Linked DNA regions of Siniperca chuatsi: region 1 is linked to region 2. The links are chromatin contacts, called in public Hi-C maps. All regions are on one chromosome and are shown on one strand. Each heading gives the region's core, a stretch centred on a gene start, on an enhancer-like site or on the middle of the called end of the contact. The rest is flanking DNA. Distances are from core to core; before and after follow the strand shown. Region 1 overlaps pde4ba (cAMP-specific 3',5'-cyclic phosphodiesterase 4B). Region 2 holds the start of sgip1a (SH3-containing GRB2-like protein 3-interacting protein 1).

The links. Hi-C and Micro-C count contacts between places; a contact is called where the count stands out from the background.
Region 1: a contact with region 2 is called in a Hi-C map of an unstated tissue, with 6 times the contacts expected there. The contact joins the enhancer-like site here to the promoter of sgip1a in region 2. A contact is called at or near these places in 2 of 3 Hi-C or Micro-C datasets (skeletal muscle and an unstated tissue).

Annotation. Positions count from the first base shown.
Region 1 is chrLG6:9,057,737-9,061,016 of ASM2008510v1, reverse strand. It overlaps pde4ba (cAMP-specific 3',5'-cyclic phosphodiesterase 4B), which reads left to right. Exons shown (of 16, transcript XM_044201019.1): 7 at 1,263-1,315. Among protein-coding and RNA genes, the nearest start is that of LOC122878328, 70 kb to the right of the region's middle. Within about 2 kb of position 1,911, the one cell type or tissue checked has an H3K27ac peak away from gene starts, as active enhancers do.
Region 2 is chrLG6:8,987,560-8,990,746 of ASM2008510v1, reverse strand. It overlaps sgip1a (SH3-containing GRB2-like protein 3-interacting protein 1), which reads left to right and starts at 1,259. Exons shown (of 27, transcript XM_044201016.1): 1 at 1,259-1,388. It overlaps LOC122878328 (a long non-coding RNA gene), which reads right to left and starts at 1,112. Exons shown (of 4, transcript XR_006378450.1): 1 at 911-1,112.

The DNA of each region.
Region 1 (3,280 bases), core at 662-3,161, 70 kb before region 2:
GAGCAGATTACATGGCGGTAACGGCTGTTGTTGAGCAGCAGTTATTTTCTTAATCTATTATTCGTTTGGTCTATAGAAAGTCACAAAATAATGAAAAATGCCTGAAATTTCCTAAAGCCAAAGATGACGCCTTCAAATTGCTTGTCTAACAAGCTATTTAAAAACACAGAGATATTCAGTTTACAATAATATAAAACAGAGAAAAGCAGCAAATCTTCACGACCGAGAAGCTGAAACATCGGAATGTTTAGTATTTTTGTTTGAAAAATGACATTAATGATTCAAAATAGTTGCTTAATTTACTGTCAACTGACTAATCAATTTATCGACTAATCCTTTCAGCTCTAGTCTACTGAAAGCAACACAGTTCTTTAAAGCAGCAGCATCACACCTCCCAATGGAGCTAAGACTGCAGATGCAGATACACTGGAAATATGTATGTAGGGCACCTTTCCCTCTACTCTTCATTATGAAGGCTTGTGTGTGTGTGTGTATCAGTTTCTAAAGATGCTAAGAGCACCTAAAGCCTGTCTGACCTACATTCAGCTCTCAGACACCCACACACTTCAATTACTCTGACAAGTCACTTTATGTTTTTTATTTATTTCTTTTTTCTTCATTTTCATATTTTTTGGGTGTCATCACCTAGTACCACATATTTCAGTATTTATAAGCTAGGCTGCAACGCCTTTTCCTGAATTGGCCTTTGTACAAATACACACAAACAGCAATCAGTCATTGAGTCAGGACACTCACATTGAGGTTTTGACCATTTAGTATAACGATTACACACATTTTACTTTGGCGGTTTGGCTCTGCTCATTGTTTGTTTAATCCATGCAGTTTGTGGGTGCAGTGGTTTTAATAGTCTGGCACATGTTAAGTAGCGAGCTTTAAAAAAGGTGCTTGTAGGTGGATTTCTTACCTTTGGACAGATCCAGGTTAGCTGTTTCCCCTTGTTTTCAGTCTTTATGATAAGCTAAGCTAACTTGCTGCTGGCTGTAGCTTCATATTTACCATCCAGACATGAAAGTGGTATTGAGCCGGCCTTTTAACTCTTGGCAAGAAAGCGAGAAACTATATTTTCCAAAATGTTGAATTATTCCTTTAAGCTCCTACCTTACTGTGAGAAAATGATATTTGTTATTTGAGTGAACCAACCCTTTAAAGATGAAGATTATAAACACCATATATGTAGGGTATTTTGTAGGGTATTTATTTTAATTTTTCTTTTTCTTTCTTTCTTTCTTTCCTTCTTTCAGGAGGTCTCCTGTAGCAACAACTCAGCCTCCAATCACCAGAGTTTGTCTCCCAGGTAAGAGGCTCAGAGGAATGTCCTGCTACATGTCTGACTTCTGTAAAGCTGCGTGAAGAACATGTCTTTTTTTACTTATCTTATATCTGGCTCGAACTTTCTCCTGCCACCAGTTTTCTTTGTTCTCATTATTCTCTCCTCCTCCCTCCTTTCCTGCCTCTCTCCTTCATCTCGTTCTTTGCTCATGAACTGGCGTACGTGACGACTTTCACTTTTTTTGCCATCTGTCTCCAGCTCCAATGTTGTAGTCCAGACTATTTTGTCATCAAGCTCATTAACCTTGTTCAAACACAATTGAACTGGTAGTTCAGACAAACATTCCTGTGCATGCAGAGTGATATTCACACACTGTATGGTCTATTTAAGCAGCTCACTCAAAGATAACAAACCTCCCTTTTTTTCTTTCATCACGTTTGATTTTAAGCAGCAGTGTGTGTGTTTACAGTATGTATGTGCATGTACATGTCTACGCCAGTAAGAGGCAGTGTGTGAGTATGTGCTTATAAGCACAGATGACTTTTTGAGCACTATACATGTGAGTGTGTGTGGGTTCAAAGTGTGGGTTCTGTGTAATTTTGTCTGTGATACTGTGATCTGTGTCTGCTCACTAGCTCAGCCAAGGCCGTTTGCTACACACTCAAACTCGCAACACACACACACAAATACACAGAGACACATTAAATAAGTGTTATTTTACACACACTTTATATGCATCTGTGCATCTTTATATGCAAGTGTGTTTACAGATGCTTTTTTTGTGTATCCTGATTTTGTGTGTGTGGGCTTGTATTGCTATCTTTGTGAGGACCAATTTCAGTTTTTAAAGATTGTAGTGAGAACATTTCTGCATTGTGAGGACCGGTCAAAGGGCAGTTTGAAGGTTAAGACTTGGTATTGGTTAAGGTTAGGGTTGGGATTAGGCATTTAGTTGTGACGGTTAAGGTTACAGTTAGGGGCTAGGGAATGCATTAAGGGTTAATCTAACATCAAACTGAAGTAGAGTAAGAATGAAGGGGCTTTCTTTCTCACATTTAGTCACAACAAAACAGTGATGACATTTCCAAAAACAGGAGATTTCAGAAAAAAAACAAAACTTGGCTATAATCAATATTTTTATAATAACAATGTATCAAATGTGAAAACAATGTGACACTGTGAGAGACGTCGCTTGTAATGAACCTACAGAGAATCATCACATAAATCTGCAGCTCCCCTCAGCTTTATGGAGCTTTATATTGTTTTTCAGCTCATTGTTATTTGTCCGGCCACAACTTTACTCTTTTGGTTCACTCTCGTAGCGTTGTGTTTGGCTGCAGCAGGAAGCCTTTTTTTTTTTTTCATTGAAAAAGCTCTAAAAACCCACTGCACACTACCTGCTCAGCACCAAACAGCAGACAGACAAAGTTAGCGACTAGCTGGTGAACAAAGTGGAGGATTTAGCTGCTAAAGTGCCAGATATTTCCCTCAGCAGTTGGTAGAGACCAAAAATAGAGCTAAAAGAGAGTGAATATTGGACTTAGATTTGGCAGGTAGCCAGAAACATGACTCCAAATGAATGATAATGTTGCTCCGTAACTGCTGGATGTGTAAAGAACTGTTTGCTTCAGTTCACCATATCAATTTAAAAAGTGATCACAATGTGTTTCCACTGCTCCCAAATGTCCAAAAAAGGTTTTGGTCACTTTTAAAGTTTATTTTTTATTATGTATTTGTTTATTTATTGCATCAGACATTTTTTTCCCCTAGTGCAGATGAAAAATATAATGGACAGATCGTTGTCACTCAGACAATCTTTGTATATTTGTGGTAACCATACTGTTGATTTAAAGTCATACTCCACCCAGAATCTGTCTTTTGTTGTATCAAACACTCACCTCCTGGAAGATTGAAAGGTAGCTTTTAAAAGCTTCTATTATCCTCCTTCACCGAGAGTACATCAGTGGCTGTGGTCACCTCAAATGATGT
Region 2 (3,187 bases), core at 10-2,509:
ATCAGCAGATTAAATTATAATAAAAATAATGTTTGGTTGCTGTATATTATAGATGCTGGTCAGAGCACATATTCATAAGATGTATATTTCTAATTAATTAAATTAAAATTAATAAAATATAAATTTATACTTTATTTGATTGATTAATGGGGTTTCTAAAGGCTTTTTTGTCAGGAAAACAATAGTGAAGACATTTGCCAATAGTCCCAGCTGGACCTCTCTCCGCGGGCGGAGACACCACACACACACACACACACACACACACACACATTGCCTCTAGGCATAGTCAAACAAGCATGCCATGCGTACCGAACAAAACAGTAACCTGCAGTCTGATATGCACCATTCCTAACATACTGTATACATACTTTGCAAAACAAACAGCCTTTCTGCATACTGGTAAAAGAGGATCATCACGCGGATCAGGTACAGTTTGCATGCTCTGGGGCCAAGTTCGGTCTCATATGCTGTTACAAACATTTGGAAAAATCAAATGCAGGTGAACAGGGTGAGTCGTGCTTGTTATGCAACAGTATTGGGCCGCTTGTTGTGGTTTGCCGGAGGGAATTACTTTCCTGGCCTGTTTTGATGAATTATTAACCAAGGGGTTGGGTGAATTGCTGGTCAGGTGTACAATCAGCCCAATTAGTAAAATACGATTTACAGTTACACGTGGCATTTCCCAATTCAGCTATTCTGCTTCACAATAGGTGTGAGAAAATAAACAATCTTATAAAACCCCCGCAAAAATAGTACATGCACGACTTATGGATGGTTAAAGAGAAGCTGGTTGTTTTCTTTCCTTCTTGGGTATACATGCTGAAATGTGTTTTGATGTCTTGCATGTGTCGTTTTAAGGTTTGAGACTTGACTGACATCTTAACTGGTAATATGGCAACACTTAACTTACTGCCGTTTAGAAGATATTTCCGGGTTCCTATAAGACTTCTATCCAGCTGGAACAAAAATATTCCATATACTGATTTTTAACAAGTTGCCGAACTCTTCTCAAACGATTAAAACTGTTACGGTAGCCGGAAGTGACACATCTCCTTGCCCAATTTGTCATAGAGTTCTAGAAATATATGACAAATATAAATACAACCTTTATGAATCATTGTATGTAGACATTTTATAAAAATTAACTAAGATAGATATTGATACATTGACCTGATAATAAAACGTTAAATTTTGTTGACGCGTGATTCAAGCCGAGCAAAGCGATAACAATTAACGCATGTCACTTCCGGCGACCATATTTCATTGGCTGAGCAGTCGCAAGTTTGGAAATGAGTAGAGACTTTTCATATCTGTGAAGGAGTCAGAATATCTTCGTTTTCACCAGAACAGAAGATACTTTGAGGAATCAAAAGTTTGTCCTATTAGCGGTAAGTGTTGTATTTATCTTTGAGAAAAACAGAGGCTAACAGACTCAAATGTAAACATCAACTATTTTAACTGATAAGCTGAATGTAAAAACGATGGTTAGCTAACGCTACATGCAGGTCCACACTGGTGCTAGACACTGCCCAGATGAAATTAGTTTGAACTAGCCTTAAATAATAGTGTATAATTTTACCACATTGTATTTCAACTGCTCTACAATGCTTTGCTTAAAATTTATTCAAAGGAAAAACTCTTACTGGCTAAAATAATGGGCAGATGTACAGCTAATGCTACCTATATTAGGTAAAATTTTGCCAACTACAAATACAGTAGCAATCCACAATGGCTAAACATTTAGCTTAAAGGTGGTAGGATGCTGATCATTTGTAGGAAACCATTTGACACCACCCAGCACTGTTGATACATCCACGCCCCTCACTCAGGCCAGGTCCAGATACAAAACCTTTGCTGTTGTTAAATTGACAAGCTAATGGTATCGACAAATAGTATAAAACTGACTCAACTTGGCAAAGAAGTAATTTGGCTGCAAGTAGAGAAGCAGTGAGTGTGGGCATTTTTCTAGAGTTAGTAATAAAACTTAGCTTATCATAAAACACCATGTGAGTCAGAAGTGAGAATTAACAAGACTGGAGGAACACAGAAAATATTTCATGGGTTAGCTCACCGTAGGGCTAAAACCTTTTGTTGTGTGTGTGTATTTGTGATAGTAAATAAAATAATTAACCAGAAATTCATTTACAGTAAATAATGTAACCTTACTTCCCCCTGAGCTGGTCTGTGTCATTTTATGCGTAAGCAATGTTCCCGTAACCATAGAGACCCTGTGCAGAACAGTTCACATCCTAAAAATGAAACAGGAAACTGGCATTTACTTGGTAACTGGTAGCATCCTTCATCATACTTGTCTGAGTAATGAAATTTAAAATGGTGGTAAACCCCAAATCTCTTGTACATATAAGGCTTATGCCATTTAATCTGAACTCTTGAGTAAGAGTTTTAGTACTAGCTGATATGGATGACGTATACACATTAACGCAGTTGCCTGCTATATTTTACCATCAGTTTTTGCCAGTAAAGTGTCCTGCGAGAGTCGTTTTAGTGTGATTATTAAATGTTGAAATACTGTTATCCAACCATGGCTTTTGACACATTATTCCTGTAGTGGAAGATAAGTATTTTTAATTGACCTCTTGAGTATTTTGCACTTGCCAGGTGGTATACTGTTCAGGAAATTAAGTCACCTTGGTTGCAAAACCAGGAAGACTGGAAATGTGTTTGCCAGTTAACAAACACTGACTGCAGAAAATGTTGCCGTGGGTTTTTGACAATCCATAAATTTGCACGGTTTTCACATGTTGCTGTGATCTATATGCGATTAAAAGACTTAGAGTGACTTGTTGTTGTGGATGCTGCTTGCAGTGTGAACGCAAGTTACAGGTCATTTAAAATCTTCTTTTTAATCATGAGTTCCAAATGTACAACACTTGTCTTCTGATCAGGGTTTTTATGAATGTTAAGGGAGTGCTTTTGGGGATACAAGCCACTGTAGTCTTGACACAGTTGGGTCCTGACATTAGTCACCTAGGGCCTTGAAATTGTAGAACCCCTAACAATACTATGAACACAATGGAGACAATCTAGCAGCTAGTTAAAGTTTATTACACAATCTTGCAATCCAGCACGTGAAAGCAAGGGCTGGAGAACAGAGTAGAGAGAAGAGAAGGGGACACAAGACTGATCTGCTTTTGTCGTCTGAAACAGCTGAGTAATTAATGTTTTG